Regions from separate parts of the Mus musculus genome. Here all the other regions are linked to region 1. The links are chromatin contacts, called in public HiChIP or PLAC-seq and promoter capture Hi-C maps. All regions are on one chromosome and are shown on one strand. Each heading gives the region's core, a stretch centred on a gene start, on an enhancer-like site or on the middle of the called end of the contact. The rest is flanking DNA. Distances are from core to core; before and after follow the strand shown.

The links. Promoter capture Hi-C pulls out the DNA fragments that hold promoters and counts their contacts. HiChIP or PLAC-seq counts read pairs in DNA pulled down with a chosen protein or histone mark.
Region 2: a contact with region 1 is called in an H3K27ac HiChIP or PLAC-seq map of thymic regulatory T cells, with 7 times the contacts expected there. The contact joins the enhancer-like site here to the promoter of Tdrp in region 1. A contact is called at or near these places in 1 of 39 promoter capture datasets (hippocampal neurons) and 4 of 115 datasets of contacts at active chromatin or transcription factors (embryonic stem cells, memory CD8 T cells, regulatory T cell precursor and 1 more).
Region 3: a promoter capture Hi-C map of liver shows a contact between it and region 1, with 4 times the contacts expected there. The contact joins the enhancer-like site here to the promoter of Tdrp in region 1. A contact is called at or near these places in 11 of 39 promoter capture datasets (the 3T3-L1 cell line, 3T3-L1-derived adipocytes, the C10 cell line and 6 more), 1 of 15 datasets of contacts at CTCF or cohesin (the NIH/3T3 cell line), 1 of 484 Hi-C or Micro-C datasets (uterus), 6 of 115 datasets of contacts at active chromatin or transcription factors (bone marrow-derived macrophages, embryonic forebrain, embryonic hindbrain and 3 more) and 2 of 9 other capture datasets (liver and macrophages).

Annotation. Positions count from the first base shown.
Region 1 is chr8:13,973,252-13,976,695 of GRCm38.p6, forward strand. Tdrp (testis development related protein) reads right to left here and starts at 1,526. Exons shown (of 3, transcript NM_173744.4): 1 at 1,290-1,526. The coding sequence starts at 1,391.
Region 2 is chr8:14,966,423-14,969,866 of GRCm38.p6, forward strand. The region is part of intron 18 of Arhgef10 (Rho guanine nucleotide exchange factor (GEF) 10); the gene reads left to right. Among named protein-coding and RNA genes, the nearest start is that of Gm16350, 6.9 kb to the left of the region's middle. Within about 2 kb of position 1,774, at least 73 of the 459 cell types and tissues checked have an H3K27ac peak or open chromatin away from gene starts, as enhancers often do. A contact at or near this core is called in hippocampal neurons, regulatory T cell precursor and thymic regulatory T cells, where this site is marked.
Region 3 is chr8:14,841,139-14,844,582 of GRCm38.p6, forward strand. It overlaps Dlgap2 (DLG associated protein 2), which reads left to right. Exons shown (of 16, transcript NM_172910.3): 15 at 2,360-2,512. Among named protein-coding and RNA genes, the nearest start is that of Cln8, 46 kb to the right of the region's middle. Within about 2 kb of position 1,778, at least 22 of the 459 cell types and tissues checked have an H3K27ac peak or open chromatin away from gene starts, as enhancers often do. A contact at or near this core is called in liver, where this site is marked.

The sequences.
Region 1 (3,444 bases), core at 276-2,775:
CCCACCCTGCCTATTTACAGGAACTTCAGCATCAGCTATCCAAGCTTGGAAGGAGGTGACATGATATTCTGAAGGTAATCAGTGCCAAAAAGAAACTTACTATCGAACCATGAAAAGACAGGTGAAGCAAACTTAAACACATATTGCTGGCTAGAAGATGATTTAAAAAATATCTAGAGACCACAGACAAATGCTCATTACTGCCTTCTAAGAGTTGCCGTCTAGCTACAAAACCTTGAAGGCTGGAAAAATGAAAGCTAGGTAAGTTCTAGGGACACAAAAAGGTGACTTCTCAAATGTAAATTCAGATACAAACCATACCTAAAAGCTTACACTCATCAGCTGGAATGTCTGCGTGCTGGCAGCGAGCTTTATCAAATTCCCGAGAAATGTCTTACAATGAAACTTCATTCCTAACAGACGTTCTTTTGCTCCAACTAGGGAAGAAGCAATCTCGGGACTACTTCCAAGTTTCAAAAGAAAGATTTGCAACAGCCACAGTTTTCACACTATGCTTAAAAAAATAAATAAATAACTTTATGCTTAAAAATTGGCGTACTTTGTGACCTAAATTTCCTAGCACATGAAAGGGAATGAAAAGTGTCCCGAGAAGGTGGGTGGGGAAGCCTCACACAGATCCACCTGGGATCCTGTTAATTAAAAAATTCTACACATTCCAAGCGTATCTCTATACTTGTCGGGCCAAAGCTTTTTCTGTATAAAGGTCTCTGATCTCTTCTTCCGGGAGAGGGGGCGAGACGGGATCAAAGGCTTAAAAAAAGGAAATACGTGTTGTGCAAATAAATATCCAGCACACTTTATATTCGCTATAGTCACCAAAAGAAAAGGGAAAGGAAAAAACAAAAACAAAAACACCAAGCTTTTAAGTCTGAGCGAACCGCCGTCCCCGGCACCATGATTCAGGACTTCTCTGTTTCTCCAACTCCGGAATAGAAATACCTGGCCTGGAAGCGGTCACCCCGCGTCCCCGGTGTCTCAAGCCGAACCCCAAAGCCCTTGTGGCAGCAGAGCGAAGGGCAGCGCCGCCGGCCAGTGCGGAAAGTGCCCGGGGTACGCGTCCCCGCGGTACCCCACACATGCTGGCTCTGGGGCCCACGACCTGTAGGACCCGGCCACTCATCAGAGGGGTCCTCCGGGGCAGTCACCTCGCAGCCCCGAGAAGCGTCGGGTCCCTGCCAAGTCCGCACCCGGCACGCGACCCCATGCACCTGCGCTCGGCCTCCAGAGCACCCCGCGGCCCGCACCTGCGCCCCTACGCGTGCCCTCACCGACGCCGGGGCGGCTGCTGATGCTGGCGGTGCCCCTCGCAGCACATCCTCTTCCTCGGGGGGCTCGTCCAGAAGCACTCGACTTCGGCTCAGCTTCCACATCTCCGGTGCTCGACCGCTCCGCGCAGCTTGGCTCCGGGACTGAAGGAGGACACCCGGCCCGCCGCGGCGCTGGGACAGTGCGGAGGACTGGGCGGGGAGGGGCGGTCAGCTGCGGGCGGCCGTCCCCGGCCCGCCCCCAGGCCCGCCCCCAGACCCTCCTCCAGCCTTCAGGTTCCTCAGGTCCCCTGCCTCCCTGGTCCTCCCCCACCCTGACACTCAGCCCGCGGGTCCCCTACTTCTCCAGGACCGCTCCAACCTCCCTAAGTAGGCCCCCCAGGGAATCAGCGGGCCGAGTGCTTTACCAAGGGGCCAAGAACACTGACGCACCAAAACCACGTGACATTTCACACCGGCCGCCCCTCAACTCCCGGCCCTTCACTCACCCAGCCCGATGGGCGTGGTCCATCCTGGATCACCAAGGCAACGCCGAGGTGGGGCCGCGCTTTACGCATGCTCGCCCAGTTGGTGCTACGGGGGCCGAGGGCGGGGCTTCGGTGACCGCAGGCTGAGGGTTAGTGGTCTATGCTGATCCTAAAAGGTCCATTAGTGGATATGGACCACCGGAGAGGGGGGCACCTGCAAGGGAGGAGGGTGTTAGGGAAAGAGAAGGGTTCCTGCATAGACTACGGTCACTTTGCGCTGCTGTGAGGCCTGCATCGATAGAGTGATGGACACAGAATCAACCAGAGTCCAGGGAAGGTTCCCAGGGCCCAGAAGAGACTAGGTAGGTGGGTTGGCAGTGCCAGTTGGACCTGGGGCCTCGACTTCCCTTTGTAGTCTCAGGGTGACACTCAGACTAATGCAGCCTGAGTTCAGATCTCCAGCCACCAAAAAAAAAAAAAAAAAAATCTGGGCATGTGGGCATGGTGACATAAGGGGGTGGGCAGAAGACAGTGTGCACTCAGTGTGGCCAATCAGTGAGCTCTGGCCTAAGACGTCTTATCTTTGAAAATAAAGTGGAAAGTGGTAAAGACAGCAACTTGACTTCTGGCCTTCCCAAATACTCACTCTGTCCAACACTGTACACACATAACAGGTAAATAAAACTGTCCACAATTGTATGCTTTTGTGAGAAGTGCTGTAGGTAAACTCCGAAATGCCTTGTTCATGTTCTTCAAGTGCATAAGAACGTTTAAGGATGTAAACACAGTGAGAACCTTCTCCAGCCAGCTCAGACCCGCCTGGCCTGTCTGGGAGTTATGAACAGGTAGCCGCAGGGTACTTGCGAATACAGCAAGCAAAGGCTTCACAACACCGTGGTTTACAGGTGCAGCACAGGCCTCCTCTAAGGCTGCATCCTGCCAGGATCGGATGCTCATAGTAAGTTAAACTAAACTGAAATTCCCAGATGACTCAGAAGGCCAGGCCTGTTACCCCACATGCTAAATTCTAGACCGCTTTGAAATGGCACTAAAGACTTTGTGTGGAAGACCTCAGTTGTTAGGAAGGGAGACGGGTAAGTAGAGATGGTGGCTCTGTAAAGGACATCTCTCAGGTCCCGGGGACGCGATGCGGGTCACTGATTCCATCATCTCTGAGGCATGATATTGTCAGAGTTTGTAAGAGAATTATACAGTCTGGCTTCATTAAAAAAAAGAAAACAAAACAGTCTTTACACATGCAAATTCATTTGGGGATCCAGAAAGATCTTGCCTAACCATCCTTTCCTGAACAGCCACTTGGAGGAAGCTGTAGATTTTAAGCTAATTTGGCCTTTATTGAATAAAATAGAATTTATTGATGTAGAAATTCTTTGTTTGTTTGTTTTGTGAGACAGGGTTTCTCTGTGTAGCCCTGGCTGTCCTGGAACTCACTTTGTAGACCAGGCTGGCCTCGAACTCAGAAATCCACCTGCCTCTGCCTCCCAAGTGCTGGGATTAAAGGCATTCACCACCACCACCTGGCTAGAAATTCTTTTTTTGCATGTCAACTGTGTCACCTCACTCTGAGTTCAAAATGCTCAAGGCCCAACTTACTGAGATATTAGTGGATTGATACAACACAGTTCTTGTCGAAGGAGAGGAAAGATTTCCTCTGAGGTGTGGCTCAGGAC
Region 2 (3,444 bases), core at 524-3,023, 990 kb after region 1:
CAGAGATTACCTCAGGGAATGGCAGCTTCTGACAGCAGCTTTTCACACTCTTCAGCAGCGAGGCAGTTGTTCCGCCTTCTAGAAGTTTGCTCTGCTTCTCACTGTGGGTGCGCCCATGCCTTGGCATGACGCGTATCATTGTCCTGCTGCTGATATTGGTGGAGTGCCATGCCCTTTGAGGTGGTGACTTGGTGGGCATGTGACTTCATCTGTTAATGTCTCCCTTGATTAGCCTTTCCTCATCCCCCCGCTTTACAGCATGCCTTACAGATGGGATCCGCAGGACGAATTAAGGGCCCTGCCATCCCCAGGGGGCATTTCAGTTTAATGATGTGGTATTGTTGTTCATGTTTATTTATTATGAGCCTGTGATGAACCAAGTGCTGGGTCCTGCGAGCTGCCAGTGAATGTGGCACAGGCCAGGCTATCCTGAAGAAATTTAGGAGCAGACCTTCTGATGCACAGACAGTGTGCACTGTGTAGCACATCCCATAATGGAGATAAAGGGGAGACTGTGTTCTCAGAAACAGTGTCTTTTAAGAACTGTCTTCCGGAAGGACAGAGGGTTCTGCAGATTGAGGTGGGCACCCTGACTCACCCTTGCATGTGTGCCCTTGGCTGGTGACCCATTTGCAGCTGTACTGGCCTGGGTACTCCTGAAGGAGCCATGGTTGCGGGGTGACTGCAGAAGTCCAGCCAGCCAGCCCTGGGGTCCATGGGAGACTAGCCCTGGGTTGCCCCTTCTGTCTTAGGAACACGGAACTGGAGAAGGCCCCTGCTATCTCTTGTTGCTTGAGATGCAGTGAGTCCCGCATCTGAGAGGCATACACAGCAGGGATGACTAAATCCTTTTTTTTTTTTTTTTTTTGGGTTTTCGAGACAGGGTTTCTCTGTGTAGCCCTGGCTGTCCTGGAACTCACTTTGTAGACTAGGCTGGCCTGGAACTCAGAAATCCACCTGCCTCTGCCTCCCGAGTGCTGGGATTAAAGGCGTGCGCCACCACGCCCGGCCTGGGCTGTGTGAGTGGCATGACTCCCAGGCTGTCCGTACTCCCTTGCTGAGGTTTAATGGAATGCCAGCTATATCTGAAGTGTCAAAGGTGGTGCTTCGATGTTGTCCACGTGTAAAGCAAAGTGCACAGAGCAGCCAAGTTGGTTAGGCAGCCATTATCACAGACAGGAAAATTTTACTCTTCTACGTCTTGAGGGTTAGGCATTTAGGACATGTTGCTGGGTCAGGTGGCTCAGCAGGTACTGATCACCAAGCCTGACTGGCCTGCGCTTGCTCTCTGCTGCTCACATGGTGGAAGAGAGAATCCATCCCTTCAAGTTGTCTTGTGTGCATGCCGACCTCAGTAATGGGCATCTTTCTGCACTTGAGAGGTTTGCTACTGCTGCTGCAGACTCTGTCTAACAGTAGATACTGGGAAGGGGCTGGACTGGGTGTGTCTAGATCCACCTCACAGCAGGGGCAGCCTGTCTTTAGGATCCAATGAGCCGCCCTCCAGTCAGTCACACCAGCAGCAGGCTGAACTGGTAATCAGAGGTCCCCGAGTCTCCCCTGTGCTTCCTTTAGAGTTTTGGCCTCTGTGTGTTCTTTCCCCTTCCCTGGGTGGGGCCTGTTATCTCAGGATGTTTCGAGAAGCTGGGTAGAAGTTCTTGTTCCCATTGAAATCGTACGACTTTTGTGTTGTTTTGAACGACTGTAACATTCAGCTCTGGAAGCTTGGTCTGCTGTTTTGTGTTGGAGGCAGAACGTGGGTGTCACTGCCTAGCAACCAGTGCTGAGGAAGGGTGAGGCTGTGCCAGCAGAAGCAGCAAGGAGCTGCCCCGACACAGCTCCAAGCACCCAGAAAGCAGGCTTCAGATGGAGGCAGGGCATGAACGTTAGTCGTTAGTCGTATTGGGTTTCCACGATGGACTTTGCCTACAGAGAGGGGCCTGGGAACCAGTGGCCTGGGCTCCTGTGGGGACCCATGGGTTGGGTTAAGCATTCGGATCTCCTGAAATGACTTTGGAAAGTGTGTACTTTCCTGAGGGCAGTTTAAAGTGTTTTACTGACTTTTCAGGCTGTAGCTCATGGTTGGGAAGAGAAAGATGGTGAGCCATCTGTTGGGTAAGCTGCCCCTGTGCACGCTGGTCACAGACCCAAGAGGTGGGTCCTCATTTTCTGTGTCAGATGGTTATCTGTATTGGCTTACCTAGCACATGGTCCATAGGTGGCCTGGGGACTCAGGTGATGTAGGATCCCACTTGTCTTTCTGGTGGTCCCCATCAAAATAAGAACACACCCCCTGGTGTTACATCTGCATTCTTGCTGTATTTAACATACCCATGTCAGATGATATGATAATTTGACATCTGAACCCAAAACACAATGATTGAACAAGATCCCTAGTGTTTCTGTCTCCTAGAAAATTGTTTTTCAACTTGCGATTAACACGTGATAATTAGAAATGTTTGTGGGGCACAGAGTGACATTTCGGTCCTGACAGAACACATCCTGACTGATCTGAGTACTTAATGCCACCACCTCCTTGCCATTCCTCTGCATCTGGAGCTTCGTGTCACCTCTCTTCCAGCTATCCACTGGTTGCTGTAAACTGTAGTCAGTTACACTGCCTAGCGCTTTGTCTGCACCTATCTGGAGCCCCCTCTTCAGTCTCCTCTCCTCTCCCCACTCCCAGCTGCTGGAGTAACTATTCCACATACGGACCCTCGTCTTGCCTTTCTCACATGGTGTTTATCTTCCTGGGTCTGACTTATTTCATTTAGCACAGTGTACTCCGGTGCCATCCAGTTTGCCACAGATGGCAGGACTCAATGCTCTGTTACTGGGTGTAATTTTCCATTGTGTGTACCACATTCTCATTGTCAGCTCTGTCTGCTGATGGACACTGCAGTTGATTCTGTGTCAGGCGCTTGTGACAAGGGCTGGAATCAGCACAGGTGTGCCTGACACCCCCACATCCCCCCATTTATTCCCTGAGATACAGGCTTGGGTCGGATAGCCGGAGCATGTGGAGTGTTTGTTCAGGGTTTTCTGCAAAGCCTCCCTACTGTTCTCTGAGGGTGGCTCTAAGATCCCCATGAGCACCAAGTGATAATTCCCCTTTCTCTGAGTTCTTGCCTGTATTTGCTATTTTGTTTTTGATGATAGCCATTCTCACTGGTATGAGGTGAGGTTTGATGTGGCTTTTCCACAGTGCACATGGACTTATTGGGCATTTGTGTGTCTTACTCTTAGACATGTCTGTTCAGATTATTCGCCTGTTTTTAGTCGGGTTTCAATAGAGATGGCAGATGCTGGCCCTTTGTCACATGTTAACTCGCAGGTCAGGCATTCTTACGACTTCCAAGGCTCATCAGCCAATTGCTCCTTTTGCTGTGTAGAAACGGCTCAGTTTGATACAATGCCATTCTCCGGACCTTGATTTGTTGCCTC
Region 3 (3,444 bases), core at 528-3,027, 870 kb after region 1:
TATATGTGCATTATGTGTATATATATGTGTGTGTGTGTATTTATATACCTGCATGTATGTTCATACATCCTTACCTTCATATATTAACATATGCATATACCCATTTATTGCACACACACATTGTTTGGTTTCTCCTGACTAAGATATTTATAACTCCATGAGAATCATGAATTATATCCGTAGTTCTTTATAGGAGATTTTACAGTCCTGACATTTAGTACCTAACATTTTCCACGAAGGTAAAAGGCTCTGCTGGGCCTGTCACAAAGGCAGCAGGTGTTCTGACTGCGCTGTGCTTGTTAGCATACATGGAGACACTGGGCTTACAGCATGTCCTACTGCATATGCGGACATGGCCCCTCAGAGCTGTGGACCCAGGTCCTTCATCAGGTCATTAAGGATAACGTTTTCTCTAACATTTTCCTGTTAGCCCATTAAAGTTCATCAGGACATTTCGCATGATAACACGGCACCTTTGGCATGAAGCTTTGTCGACATTTAAAGGGTGATCTGGAAGGTGTGCGACCTTGGGAGATGAAACTAGATAAATGTCTGGCCATTATGTGTGGCTCTGCCTTCCTCTGCGCACTACCTATGCAAGATTAGATTGATCATAAGGAATGCTATTCTGTGTAGTTGTACTCAGGGTGGCCAGACAGCCTCTGAGGCCTCTCGGTTCAGATCATTCTGCAGGGGGGACAAAGCTCACCCTTGAGCCTCTTAATTGCACCCCTCTTCTGCACCTGATGGAGCTGATTTGGCCTTGAAATGACCCACCCTGACATCTTTGAAGCCTTGCAAGTTAAAAAAAAATCTGGTTGGCTATCTTCTTTTCTTTTGGTTTCTCTTTGGGACCTATGAGACCCTCATTGGAGGGCAGTGTCAGAAGACATAGGCGGAAGACAGAGCATATTATTTGCTCTCAAAGCCGTGGTTCATGGTTGCTGGGGCCACTGCTGGTAGTAAACATTTGTAGGAAGTTTGCCCATCCTTAAGTCTAGGAAATGACCCTAGGGAAAGACAGACACCTCTTCCTAGGTTTCTCCAAGCTGTGCAGGCATGGGCAATTTGTGATGTAGCTATAATGCAGCTATCCCTCTCCCACACACTCAAGCAGAATCAGACAGAAATCTTGGACTGCCAGAGTCAGCCTTAGCTTGGCAGACATATGGACAGACGTCGCCATCTAGTGTTTCAATGGAAGAACAGGCTCGAACAGCAGAGCCCAGCTCTGAACCCCACTTAGGAGGAAATGGAACTTTCACATTGTGAAAGTTCACCTTCTACCCTAGGACCCTCCCTGGTGACATAGGCTGTTACTTGAGTGCCTGTGAACTGGGAAGAGGCAATGGTGCCCAACGGGTATAGTTTCCACGTGAGCATTCACTCAGCTGTGAACCAAACAATGTTCAACCCAGACCACTGATGAAATGTGAACAATGTAAGCACTTTTGGACAAATGTTGATTGTGTAACTCTACAGAATAAGCCAGCCTCACACTGAGTTAGGTAACCACACACAGAATCGGTGCTTAACTGTCACAGTAAGAACCCATTGAAACAGGCTGGAGAGATGGTGGCTCAACGGTTAAGAGCACTGACTCCTCTTCCAGAGGTCCCGAGTTCAATTCCCAGCAACCACATGGTGGCTCACAACCATCTGTAATGGGATCTGATGCCTTCTTCTGGTGTGTCTGAGGACAGATACAGTGTACTCATTTATATAAAATAAATAATTCAAAAAAAGGGAGCCAATTGGACCATACACTGTGCAGAAGTGAGGTTCGTCTTAGGCTGAGAAGAAGCCCAGGTTCTGCCTGTGGATGGTGGAGTGGCACCCCTTGGACAGGCTGAGTTAAGTGGGAGGGGGTGTCCTTGAGTCTTTTGTTCCTTCAAGAGATTGACTTGACTCTCCATGGGAGAAAACTTAAATCACATTACCTTTTGAAGTCATGCTTAATCCTCAGAACTAGAGCTAGGACCCATCAAAATAAACACAATGAAAAAAAAAATGGCCATAATCCTAGTGGCCTACCCACAGGGCAATCCGTCCCATCTGATTAAGTCACATGGCTCTATGGCTTTCTTGAGCTGCAAACCATTTGAAGGATGGAACCCAGAGAGTCTGTACATGCTAGGCAAGTATTGTACCACTGAGCTACATTCTACCCGCCCCCCAGGATTTTCAAGTTGAAGCATTAAAGGGATATGCTACGTGTTTGTAAGCCACTGGCATGTGCCTGGGCTGAGGTGGTCAGGAAGAATCTCCTGCCTTGTTTCAAACGTGTGGGGCTTCTCCTTGAGTGACTTAAAGGAGAAAGAATAGACACCCCCCCCATAATGTCCCTGTGTTTCCACAGGACCCCAGCGCCATGCCAAGACCCACCTCACAGGATCTAGCTGGCTATTGGGATATGCTGCAGCTGTCTGTGGAAGATGTCAGCATGAAGTTTGACGAGCTGCACCAGCTGAAGCTCAATGACTGGAAGATAATAGAGTCACCCGAAAGAAAGGTAATGCAGTCATGTGATGCGGTGGTCCCAAGCTTGTAGGCTTCTGGCGCCTGCTCCGGTACCAGATGATAGCGGATTTCTCCACATTTAATACAGGAACAGATTGTGTGTGTGTGTGTGTGTGTGTGTGTGTGTGTGTGTGTGTGTGTGTGTGTGTGATGGAGGAGGGGTATTGCAAGCACATACACAAATGGCCAGGAATGGAATCCTAGGTTCGAGAATAGCAGTGGGTGTCTTGCTCTATCTCCGGTACACAGACATCTCAGAGACACCAGGAAAGATCCCTACATCTCTAATCTCGTTTCCTCCAGGGATAAATCCTGGCTCATTTTCATCCAACTTCTGTTTGGATTGTATTTAGCTGATCTCCCACAGGTAAGATCTTAGGTCTGGCTAAGATGACAATTGTCTTCTATCCAAATACACTTTACCTGGTACATGTAGGGAGCTAAGGGCGTGACTGCATTTAAACCTTTCGGAGCAGTCTGAGGGTGTGGTCTTCTGATGGAGCTTCATCATCCTTAAATAGGCTGAAAATTTGCATTAAGTCTGAATTTGGCTCCTGCTGCATGGTGACATCATCTCAGGAGAGCCCTGGAAGGCAGTCCAAGTCAGCAATGCATGTGTCGACTTACAAGCTCCCTAGAGATCTAATAATGGCCTGAATTTTCTAGACAGATATAGTCCATTAAATTGAGTTACGGCTAATGGGGCCAGCAAGATGGCCCAGTGGGTAAAGGTGTTTGCCATCAAGCCTTATGCTCTGAGGCCGGTCCCAGGATCTACATGGTGGGAGATCTAATTCCTATACATCGTCCTCTGACCTCCACACAGTGCACTGTGGCACATGTACACCCACATGCATCATCCATACATATGCTCACTAAATAAATGTGGTCCTTTTATTTAAAATTCCAGTTAGATGTGGTAGT